Linked DNA regions of Sus scrofa: regions 1, 3 and 4 are each linked to region 2. Evidence: chromatin contacts called from public Hi-C and HiChIP or PLAC-seq data. All regions are on one chromosome and are shown on one strand. The core of a region is the stretch at or near the end of the contact, and the rest is flanking DNA. Distances in the headings are between cores, read along the strand shown.

What was found. Hi-C and Micro-C count contacts between places; a contact is called where the count stands out from the background. HiChIP or PLAC-seq counts read pairs in DNA pulled down with a chosen protein or histone mark.
Region 1: a contact with region 2 is called in an H3K27ac HiChIP or PLAC-seq map of skeletal muscle. The contact joins the promoter of RPS28 here to the promoter of RAB11B in region 2. A contact is called at or near these places in 4 of 47 Hi-C or Micro-C datasets (heart right ventricle, liver and skeletal muscle) and 2 of 2 datasets of contacts at active chromatin or transcription factors (alveolar macrophages and skeletal muscle).
Region 3: a Hi-C map of skeletal muscle shows a contact between it and region 2, with 2.0 times the contacts expected there. The contact joins the promoter of HNRNPM here to the promoter of RAB11B in region 2. A contact is called at or near these places in 3 of 47 Hi-C or Micro-C datasets (embryonic fibroblasts, epiblast stem cells and skeletal muscle).
Region 4: a Hi-C map of retroperitoneal adipose tissue shows a contact between it and region 2, with 2.1 times the contacts expected there. The contact joins the promoter of KANK3 here to the promoter of RAB11B in region 2. A contact is called at or near these places in 2 of 5 promoter capture datasets (both in liver), 29 of 47 Hi-C or Micro-C datasets (adipose tissue, alveolar macrophages, blood and 16 more) and 2 of 2 datasets of contacts at active chromatin or transcription factors (alveolar macrophages and skeletal muscle).

The regions. Positions count from the first base shown.
Region 1 is chr2:70,953,492-70,956,322 of Sscrofa11.1, forward strand. It overlaps RPS28 (ribosomal protein S28), which reads right to left and starts at 1,281. Exons shown (of 4, transcript NM_001001587.1): 1 at 1,215-1,281; 2 at 1,084-1,131; 3 at 466-599; 4 at 218-288. The coding sequence starts at 1,253. The coding sequence ends at 477. It overlaps KANK3 (KN motif and ankyrin repeat domain-containing protein 3), which reads left to right. Exons shown (of 11, transcript XM_003123162.4): 11 at 1-52. NDUFA7 (NADH dehydrogenase [ubiquinone] 1 alpha subcomplex subunit 7) reads left to right here and starts at 1,353. Exons shown (of 4, transcript XM_003123185.5): 1 at 1,353-1,469; 2 at 1,923-1,972. The coding sequence starts at 1,419.
Region 2 is chr2:70,894,822-70,897,533 of Sscrofa11.1, forward strand. RAB11B (RAB11B, member RAS oncogene family) reads right to left here and starts at 1,348. Exons shown (of 5, transcript NM_001244875.1): 1 at 915-1,348. The coding sequence starts at 954.
Region 3 is chr2:70,857,319-70,860,248 of Sscrofa11.1, forward strand. It overlaps HNRNPM (heterogeneous nuclear ribonucleoprotein M), which reads right to left and starts at 1,466. Exons shown (of 17, transcript NM_001244930.1): 1 at 1,341-1,466. The coding sequence starts at 1,453.
Region 4 is chr2:70,937,341-70,940,278 of Sscrofa11.1, forward strand. It overlaps KANK3 (KN motif and ankyrin repeat domain-containing protein 3), which reads left to right and starts at 1,392. Exons shown (of 11, transcript XM_003123162.4): 1 at 1,392-1,484.

The DNA.
Region 1 (2,831 bases), core at 31-2,530, 59 kb after region 2:
CTAGTCCACCCACTCCTCCAGCCTTCTTCCCTAATAAAACATTCCTAATGCAGCTTGTCTTGTTTTGGAGATACAGACACATGGTTCTCCCTCCTCAAAAGACAACACCTTGTCAGGGAAGACATCCCCCTTCCAGAGTGCAGTGGGCCAGTGACCACTTCTGGGACCCACAAGAGTTTTATATGCCCAGTGACAACCCAGACAAAACCCCAAATTTACATACAATATAAACACTTTATTAACGGCAGATCATGATGGGCCAAATGGTCGATCCAGATATCCAGGACCCTGTAAACAAAGTCCGTGTGAGATGCTGACAGCAACCCCCCCTCCCCCGCCCCAAATCTCAGCTGACCCTTTTTACACACCCCACCACCAAGAGGCCCTCATCCATGGGCTTGGCCAAACCTCCCTCCCACCAGACAATAGTCTACCAGGGACCTGCTGCTTCCCACCTGCACTCACCAGCCACAACTTCAGCGCAGCCTCCGAGCCTCTCGCTCTGACTCCAAAAGGGTGAGCACATCACCCTCACGAACAGGGCCTTTCACGTTTCGGATGATGGAACGACTCGTATCGTCCATGAATTCTACCCGCACCTACAGGGCACGGGGAGACCAGAAGTCAGGGTTAGCCACGAATAAGCACTGTGGGATAAGCAGCCGATTTGGATTCAGAAAACGTGTCTGCCTAGAGACTCTTAAAAAGGAGACTGAGGCTTGGAAGCACGGACCGGCCAGAAGAGAAACCGAGACGTGCAATGAACAGCTCTCAAGAGCCAGAAACAACCAGGAGGAACAACTAACGTTCTTGGACCGCGGATGGGAACGCAAGCATTAGGAAATGGAGCCACAGTGGTAGTTGGGATAGATTGAACCAGTACGTCAGGGCCCTAGGAATGAGATTGACGGAGCCCAGATCCAATAAACAGGGTGAAGACTCGGAGCCTCTGTGAGCCATGGGGAAAAGGGTACGTATAGTTCTCAGATACCAGGGTACAGAACCTGGGGCACAGGAGTAACCATCCGAGGCTCAGATTCCAGCCCCCCACCCCACCCCCGCCCTGCCGTCTCCCCCGCTCACCTGCGTGCACTGTCCCTGCGAACCTGTCCTGCCCAGAACCTTGGTAACCTGCGGAGAGGCTGGGATCAGATCTGGCCCACCCAGTTCCCCTACTCCCTTACCCAGGCCCCCAAATCCGTGCACCCCCTCACCCTGGCGAGCTTGATGGGCTGCACACGGCTCGTGTCCATGATGGCGGCGCGGCGGTGGTCTGGCGGAGAGGAGTCACGTGCCTCGGGAAGAACTTTTATAGGACGTCAAGGCCCCGCCCACTCTCGCTATCGCGAGGCCATACGCCATGTTCCCAGCAGTCCTAGCGTAGAGACGTCACCGGCGCCCTTCAGCGCGGGTGGAAGATGGCGTCCGCTACTCGTGTCATCCAGCTGCTGCGGAACTGGGCATCCGGGGTGCGCGGGGCGGGAGTGGCTGCCCTGGGGGGCTGTGGGTTCCGTGCGCCCTGGATCCGCTCTCGCTACTCACCTCTTTCCTAGTACCTCTGGGACTGAGGCTATTTAGTGCCGAGTTTCCTCTAAGCCGGGACCCCTCGCTCAGCCCGGAACCCCTAACGCGTGACGCCCTCAGTCGGGGCACACCCACCTCCACCCCCAGCCCTTGGCCTTCTCTTGGCTGGGATCTCACTCACTCCTGCGACCTCCCTAGGCTTATATTTTTTTAGCCTTGGATCTTGTGGTCCCGGCTCCCCCTTTTCTCTTTACTTTCAGGGCCCACATCCTTGTCGCCAAATGCCCATCTTCCGCCTTCCCTTTATTTGTCCAGCTCTAGACTTGCCCCTGTTCGCCGGCCTTCTCCTTTTCTAGGGTACCCTGCAGGCTGATATGCTTCCTCTCTTTCTCCCACAGCGAGACTTACAGGCGAAGCTGCAGCTGCGTTACCAGGAGATCTCCAAGCGGTGAGCAAGCCCCGCTCGCTGCCCAGACTCCAATCCTGTCGTTCCTCCATCAAAAACAAAACCCGTGTTCTTTTAGACGCTGAAACGCTGGGCCTAAATCCTGCCTCCAGCTCCATAGCCGGCTCATGGAAGGAGAGATGTGCCTTTAATCTTGCTGGACTATGTCAGAGAATGCCGCTCTTGGAATACCCAGAATGGGCGTGGATTCTGAGTAGGAATTATCAGTGAGATTTGCAGTCCTCAGTGTGGTCCTGCTATTTGGTGTTAACATCCCCAAGCTACAGATGAAAATGTTCGCGTCTAGGAGGGACTAAGTCATTAGCTTAAAATCACTCGAAAACCAGAAAGTTACAGTGGGGATTAGAACCTAGAAATGTCTGGATTTGAAACTCTTTTGATTTTGAGTCCAAAAATTACTTGACATTTACAAGACCCGCATTTACAAATCTCAGCCCTTGGGGAGATCAGTGTGAACAAGAAAAGCTCTTCTGGTTTCTTTCATGGAGCTCATATCCTAGGGAGAGGGAGAAACAACATAGGGAAATAAACACACCAAGTTAAAACAAAAACAAAACAGTTTTCTAGAATGCTCTGAAGACAAGACAAAATGAATAAGGTGAGTGGTAGCTACCTCAGGTCAGGTGGTCAGGAAAGGTCTCAGGTGTTGACATTTGAGCCACCAGAAATGCCGAAGGATAGTTAAAAAACATTCTGGGCAGAAGGAGCAGAAATGCCAAGGCCGTGAAGCCTGACAGAGCCAGGAGCCAGAGTAGAACAGAGGGTAGTGAGGCTAAAACTGAGGAATGGGGGTAGCAGTGTTTATGAGCTGCAGTGAAAGAGGGTTAGCATGAGGGAAAGA
Region 2 (2,712 bases), core at 98-2,597:
TCTGACAAGCCCAGTCCCAGATCTTGGTCACGGGCTCCCTCAGATACACTCCCTATGTGGCCTGGGTTCAAATCCTGCTCCAACACTTATTAACTGCGCCTTAGTATCCAGGTCCATAAAGAGACAGGATGGAAAATACTGACCTCATTGGCTGTGGTGAGGGTTTCAATGAATTCATGTGTATAAAGTGCTTAGAAAAGTGCAGGTACTTGGATGGTGCTATTATAGTTCTAAAAGTTAAGAGATAATTGTTGCTGTTAAGCACCAGGCCTGGGTCCAGCACACTTAGTATCCCCCCCCACCTCCGACCCCCACAACCCCCAAACGCAGGTACTCCTCTCAATCCAGACTCCCGCACTCCAAACCAGGCTCCATTCAACACCTCAACCCCCATTGTCCGCCCCTCCCTTCCAGGGCTCCGCCCCCAGACGCACTGCCACCAATCAAGGCTCTCCCCTGCCACTCCGTGCGAGCACCGCCCCCACCCGTGCAGCCCAGCCTACTTCTTGGACACGCCCACCACATCCCAGCCCCGCCTCTAAAGGCCCCGCCCCCACCGCTAAGGGCGCTTTCCACCTAGCCCGGCCCGCCAAACGCTGGGACGACCCCGCCCCCTCTGAAGGCCCCGCCTCTAACGGCCTGTCCCACCGCCCCCGGCCCCACCCCCTCTGGGCCCTGGCCCCGCCTCGGTGCATCCAGGGCCCCCAAGCCTCTCTGGGCAGCCTGCCTCGCGGGGCCGCAAACCCTGGCCTAAACTTGATCATGCCCGACCCGCAGTGGCTTTCCTGGCTGCCTAGCCTGCCGGGCGCCAACCCTCTGGCTCCAGTCTGGGGCCAGAGGCCTGGAGTGCAGCCTCGGCGCCTGCCCACCGCTTCGCTGCCGCTCATAGCCCGTCTGTGCCCCACCGGCCGCACCTTTGAATAGGTAGTCGTACTCGTCGTCCCGGGTCCCCATTGTCCTGGCGCTTCCGGCGGGATCGGCGACTCCGCAGCCCCACCACAAACACCCGACGGGGGCGGAGCCGGCGCCGCGCAGAGCGGCGGCCGGATGCCCAATCAGCGGTGGATGGCGTAGCGACCGGCACCCAGAGTAGCCAATAAGAGGCTTAAGCAGAGCCCCCGGGGTGGGCACCGTCGGAGATCCACCTTTTTCGCCCTCGGTCTCCTGGAGAAAGGCGGAAGGAATGCGGACCTTTCTGAAGTGACGGCCTCTTCAGCCTATCAAAGGCTAGATCTGGAAGGCGGGTCGGAAGACCATAAGATGAAACGGATTGACGGAGCGAGTAGCCAATGAGAGGTTTGAATCAGACAGCTCCGGACCACCAGAGGACCTGTCCGGGAAGGGAAATGGGGCTACGTCCAGGTAGTGTTACGCTATTTAACGTCCCAATGACGTCATAGGTCAATGCGCGCGGCTCTTCTGGACGCTCCCCCCACCGCTTGCCCCATAAATGGCCTTTTCCGGGGGGGCGTCTGCTTGGGGACCTTTTCAGCTTAGAGGGAGATCCCCTCTCTCTGGATTGCAGTTTCTATCCCTGCATTGGTGACTCGTTAAGATACCCCTGCCTCAGCTTCCTCCCTTTGTATAACGGAAGAAACTCACCTTATGGAATATTTGGAGTATGATTAGACCATTTACTTAAATACCTACTAAAACAACCATCCACAGTCTGTCATTAAGTCTTTGTTTAACAAATATTTATAAATCCTTCGTGTCATTCCTTCTCTGTCCCCTTATGTTGTTTTATTCCACAACCCCCTCGCCCCCAAGGATTTATCCCTACTTGACGAAGTATTTCTTTCTCCGCCCTGTTAAAAAGCAAAATTCAGGTGAGTACATTTGACGATCTAATAGCCTTTATTAAAAAATTCGTGAGTCAAGTAGCATCTCATCTGTTAAGCAGAGATAGTCCGAAAGGTTGCTCAAAATGGAAGACGTTTATAGGAAGGAGGGTGAGACAAAGAAGTCATGACGAGAGAAAAAAACAAAAGTTCGTTTGGAGGAAAGTAAGCGTTCAGGTAAGGACAGCATCTCATTGGCTAAGCTGTGGTGTCTTCATTGGCTGGGCTTGTTGCTGGGAGGGAAGAAAATCTTTTCTCCTTTAATGAAGTAGTTGCAGTGTCTGTTTGGGAGTGCAAGGTAAGTCTCTTGTGATTGGGGTCTGTAACTGATGTCTTCCTGATTGGGGTCTTTGAGGAGTGGTTGGGCGTAAGAGCTCCCTCTGAAAGCCTTTCCTGACTCCAATTTTAGCTGAGGTTTCCTTTTTAAAATTTTCACAATCTAGGAGTTCCCATTGTGGTGCAGAGGAAAACCCAACCAGTATCCATGAGGATGCTGGTTCAGTCCCTGGCCTTGCTCAGTGGGTTAAGGATCTGGTGTTGTCGTGAGCTGTGGTGTAGGTCGCAGATGTGGCTTGGATCTGGCTTTGCTGTGGCTGTGGCATAGGCTGGCAGCTGTAGCTGGGATTCCCCCCTAGCCTGGGAACTTCCATGTGCTCTGGGTTCAGCCCTAGAAAGCAAAAGATAAAAATAAAATTTTCACAGTCCAGTAGTTTATTTAGTTTCTGTTCCTCACCAACAGAACATCAGCCCAGTGAAGGCAGGGGCTGTGTCTGTGGCAGTCGGTGTTGTGTCCACAGTGCTCAATAAATGATTAATGATAATGTCAGAGTGGGGCTCATGTGCTAATTGTAATAATAATTATTATTGCCAC
Region 3 (2,930 bases), core at 216-2,715, 37 kb before region 2:
TAACTACATTCACTTTTACTTCCCACAAACTCTAATGATGCACATTAAAAACTTGTGTAAAGACAAATTCAGAAAAGACAGAACGCCTAACACAGGTAACCAGGAAGAGAGGGAGATGGGAAGTTATTGTTTAATGGCTACAGTTTGTTTGGGATGATGAAAAAGTTGTGGACATGGACACTGGTGATAGCTGCACAATACCGCCAACACACTTGATGCCACTGAATCGTACACTTGAAAATGATTAAAATTGTACACTTGAAAATGATTAAAATTGTAAACATCTTCGGTTGTTACAATTCCCACCCCCCAATAATTTTTTTTAACGTCCATGGGAAATCAAATGCGCACCCAGGCTTCCCCTCTCCTCCCCCCACAGCTGCTGGTCGGGGCCAAAAAGTCTCTCCGCATTTTTCAGAGGCTGTAATCACAATGAGTGGGGTTCACGAGAACACAGGACGTTACTTTAAAGTGTTAAGAAAACCTTAAATACCAAGGACCCAAGAAAGAGCCTCAAACAGGACTCGAAAAGGTGACGGAGTTTGGATTGGGTGAATCCGCCTAATGATGGAAAACCTTCTGGAACACGGAAGAGGATGTTTCCCTTTTATTCCCTACACTTTGTTTTTACGGCTGAACACTGAAGAACAAACGGTTCGATCTCTTCACAAATACCTACTGCGCACCTGGGAAGGAGGTGAGGGACCTGAGCCTGCGCCTGAGCGTCGGGCAAGGGGCGGTTCCGACCGAGGCATTTCCCGCGAGGCGGGGGCGGGAGGGGGGGGAGGGGAAGGCGCGGGGAGGAGGTGCCCCGAGCCGGCCTCGCGGTCCTTCCCGGTACCTACCCGCCTCTGCTACCGTTTACCCAGACTGACCGCGCGCAAAGCCCTGCGTGCGCACTCCCTCCCCTCCCCTCCCCCCACTTTACGGATCGAGAAACTGAGACCCCGGGCGATAGGGAAGGGATGCGAAACCACGCGCCCAAGGTCATCCGATAGGCCAGCGGGTCGCGGGCTCTCAGACTGGTCGGCTTCTGCGCCCGCGCGCCATTATCCCCGCACGCAGAGTCTGGGCCTGAGGCCTCGGCGTCGGCGTCGGATCCGGCCTAGAGGGACCGGAGAAGTTGAGAGCCGAAGCATGGGAGGAGGGAGCGGTCCTGAAGACGCTCCCGGGGCCGCCCAGCTTCACCTCTCACAGTCTTTGACGCCCCTATTCTCGGCAGACCCTGCCGGGAAGGCTCGGCCAAAGCCGCGCCTGGAGAAGGCCGCCAACAGACCTAACGGAGCTGCCGCCGACCGCCGTGAAAGTGCCCGGCCTGAGAGAAGCCATAGGATACTCACCCTTTCGGGCCTGGAGCTCCGTTGCCGGTCGGCACGCCGGGCGCGCCGCTCTCCTCCTCCATTTTAGGCTCTGTCGCCGCCACCTCGGCCGCCGCTTCGACCCCTGCCGCCATTTTCTTCGCGTCTGGGCTTTGTGTGAGCGAGCGGGCTGCGCGGCGCTGCGCCTGCGCGCTCACATGACCCGGCGCGACCAGTAACGCCTGCGCGCGCCGCGGCGGCCTCCGGCCTCTTTCCCTCACGCCCCGGGCCACGCCCCCCGCCGCGCGCAGGCGCAGACCATCAGCTGTTAATTCATTCTCGCGTTTGGCACCTCCTGGATTCACCATCCGCTCTCGAGGTCTGGCAGGGGAGGCATCCTTCCATTCCCCTACCCGGACCCAGTAACTCCAAGGTATCTGCAAACAGAGCTGGGGCAGAAGGGCAGCGAAATACTATACTAGGCTATAAGCGAGTTAGCCAGGCAAGGGTAGGACACTGAAGGGCCAGGCAGTAGGACAGATGTGCAAAATGCTCTCTCTAAGCAAGTATCCTGCACCAAGAATACCTGGGCTCTATCCGACCTATCTCCCCACCGCTCTAAGAACTCCTGGATGCAGAGCCCATGGACTAAGTCCCTCTCACCGAACCCATCCATTACAAGCCAAACGCATGACTGGAGACTTAGTATGTGCTTATGCACGTTTCCTGAGTGAATGAAAAAGCAAGAAGCCAAACGTGATAGAGATCACATAATGGAAGAAATGGTGGGGTCCTTGCTGCCTGATCTTGGGTCCCTCTGTCTCCCTTCCCCAGAAGCCACCCCTATCTGGAACTTTGAAATGCTTTACTGGATCTTGCATGAGTTCCCACCTAACCACCAAACTCTAAGCTCACAAAGGAAGAGATGTGGAGTTCCCGTCGTGGCGCAGTTGTTAACGAATCCGACTAGGAACCATGAGATTGCGGGTTCGGTCCCTGCACTTGCTCAGTGGGTTAACGATCCGGCGTTGCCGTGAGCTGTGGTGTAGGTTGCAGACGCGGCTCGGATCCCGCGTTGCTGTGGCTCTGGCGTAGGCTGGTGGCTACAGCTCCGATTCGACCCCTAGCCTGGGAACCTCCATATGCCGCGGGAGCGGCCCAAGAAATAACAAAAAGGCAAAAAAAAAAAAAAAAAAAAGGAAGAGATGTTTTGTTTTGTTTTCCTCTCCCTCTCACTGAATAACTACATTTCCTTCCACTCTGGGGGACTATCCCACCTGCCGCATCCTCCTCCAAATAAAACGCTTAATTTGGGCTGGTATTCTGAGTGGATTAAGAACTTCAGTCCCAGAGAATAAACCCAGTAGCCCAGCCTGATCCGGAGGCTAGGCCCCACCCTCTCCTTTCAGCTCCCGTTCCCACAGACTTCCCAAACTCTTCAGACTCACAGGTTTCCTTCAAGATTGCCCTTTGCAAGCCCCTCCCCTCCTAAAATCTCTGATCTACTAAAATCCTCTGTTCCTTTTTTTTCCCCCCTAGGTACTTTATTTTTTTTTTTATTGCTCAATGAATTTATTACATCTATAGCTGTACAATGATCATCACAATCCTAAAATCCTCTGTTCTTACCAA
Region 4 (2,938 bases), core at 142-2,641, 43 kb after region 2:
CTAAACTGCTTCAGATGCCCTCTTCTTCCCGTTCCTCCATCCTTCTCCCACCAACACCACAACTTAGTCAGAGTTCGCCATATCTTCCTTCGCACATTTTTTTTTCTTTTTTTTAAGGCCACACATGTGGCATATGGAAGTTCCGTAAGGGTTGAACTGGATCAGCATCTGCAACCTACTCCAAAACTCATGGCAACGTCCCACTGAGTGAGGCCAGGGATTGAACCTGCATCCTCACAGAAGTATGTTGGGTTCTTAACCCGCTCAGCCACAATGGAAATTCCCCTTTGCACCTTTCCTTAAGTGTCAACCCTGCAGGTTGCCTTCCTGACCCTCCAGGTCAGTGATTTGCCCCCTTTTCTCCTCACATTGATTTCATCTCACCCCTGTCACCACTTAATATAAACCGTAAATTGAAAGTCTGTCTCCTCTCAGCTGTGAGGCCCCAGATGACAGGGCTTATGTCCCCCTCAAAGACCTGAACAGTGCTGGGCACACAGTAGGTGCTCAATAAATGCTAAATGCATCTGAAAAAGAAAACAATCTGTAGAATCACTTTAGATCATAATATGTTCCAAATGGGTTAAAGAGGTCAATGTAATTTCAAATCATTCTTTCAACAAACATTTATTAAGTACCTACTGTGTGCCCAGGGCACTGGATAAGGCAACGATCAAAACAAACCAGTTTTCTGTCCTTATGGGGAAACAGATGGCAAACAAGATTTTTTTTTTTTTTTTGGAAGTGTGGAGTTCTTGGCCAGAGATGGAACCTGTGCCAGAGCAGGGACAATGCTGGATCCTTAACCAGCTAGGCCACCAGGGTGCTCCTAGATTCTCCCCCACCCCCCAGATAGTGAAAAAAGCTATTAGGTTCATAAAACAGAGTCACTGGAAAGATAGTGACAGGAAAATATCCGTGTTAGGCCTTTAGGGGACAGGAACGCACAGGTTGAGCCCCCAAAGGTAGGAGAAGGTGGCCAAATGAACAGGTGCAGGGAAGAACAGTTCAGGAATATGAACAGCATGTGCAAAGTCCCTGCGGTAGGAAAGATCCATGGTCAAGGTATCTCACGCAGACAGACATGAACATCAGTCCTTTCAGCTTCCACCCAAAGGATCTTCCAAATACACAAATCCCACCGAGTAACGCTACTGCTTAGCGTCTTCCCATGGCTCACCGTCCCCTGTGGATCAAATCCAAACCCTTTAACCCTGCGCTGGGCAGCACTTGCAGGCTGGGCTTCCTACTCCTGACCAGTCAGCCCTCAGGGACACCCACTCTAGGTTCCGCCCCTAACCACGCCCCACACTCTCGGTTCTCGGCCAGCGCGGCCCACCCTGCCTCACCATTGGAGAGCTCAGAGAGCGTCGGATGCTGGTTGGCTGATGTGGCCGTCAGTTAGGGTCAAGGCCTTGATAACCGGTACCCGAGCTTCGAGGGGGCGGGTTCGGGTGCGGGCGCGGCGGGGGCTGCGGCTTCAGGTAAAGCACCAGCTTGCGCGGCGCTGATGGGGGTCCTGGGCGGGGATCAGGGTACGCACGGGATGGGGTTTTGCGCTTCCAGCCCCTCTGCGGGCTCAGCGCGCTGCGAAGGGGCGGACGCCGTGTCCTCTGGCTGGGACCCCTCCCACACTGGGAACCCCAGGTGGGCAGCAAGCAGAGTCGGGGGGTAGTGCTCTGGATTCGGGAGGTCTCCTTCCTCCCGCCCTTCAGGATCGAAGTGGGGGGGCTTGTTCGCCCCCTAGCGCCCCAACCGACTACGGGACCCTTTCCGAGAATCGCTGCCAGACAGCTTGGGGACCTGGGTCCATACCCTAGCGCTGGACCTCAGAGTGGGGCGGGGGGAGGAGAGATTCGGAAACGGTGGTGGGGGGGGGACGGACGGCCCCCGGGCCAGCAGACAATGGGTAGCGGATGGAACCGCCCGGCGGCGTTTCCTGTAGGAAACTGCTCTGTCTCTGTGAGGCCGTCCTGAGGGGACAGGGGGGTGAGGGGGCGCTGACCTCAGTAAAACCTCCTCAGTACCTCCTCAGCCTCCATCCCCATCTCAGGGGTCTGAGAGTCCTTCCCCGACATTAAGGAGTGCCACCACCCAGAGCCTTAATCTGGGAAGACGCCCCTCCCCAGGACCGGGATACTCACTGCCCGCCGTGTCCCTCACCCCTCAGGTTTCATGATCACAGCTCCGAGTCCCAAAATAGTCCCTGGGGCGGGAGTGGGAGCGTATGGCGTCGACTCTGACGGCCTAATAAGGGGGTCTCAGGCAGAGAATCCGAATCTCGCAGTGACAGCTCGGGCAGGGAGCGGAGGCGAGGGGAGGGCAGTTGCACGCCCCCACTCGAGTGAGGCCGCAGCCGCTGCAGCCGCGGGAGTTTGGGCCTTTTCTTCTCATCAGGGACACACGCAGAGGACAGGCATGAGTGCAGCTGTGTGTGCGACCCCCTCCTGCTCCCGACCCCTCTCAGGGAGTGGAGGGCTGTTTATAGAAAGCTGTCAAGTGGAATGGCCAATGCAGAAACACTGGCGAAGCTGCCTAGGTTCATATCCTGCTTCTGCCCATGTTTGACCTTGGGTGGGTCATTAATCTCTGTGTCTCAGTCTCTCCATCTGCACAATGGGGGAAAGAATAATAAGAAAATCTACTTCAAAGAGTTTACCTAGGTGTTTTTGTTTTTGTTTTTTTGTTTTTTAAGTTAACACCCAACTGGGAGTTCCTGTTGTGGCTCAGCTTGTTAAGAACCCGACCAGTATCCATGAGGATTCAGGTTCCATCACTGGCCTCGCTCAGTGGATTAAAGGATCCAGTGTTGTCACAAGCTGTGGTGTAGGTCACAGATGTGGCTTGGATCCAGTGTTGCTGCAGCTGTGGTGTGGGCCAGCAGCTGAAGCTCCAATTCAACCCCTAGCCTGGGAACTTCCATACGCTGCAGGTGCAG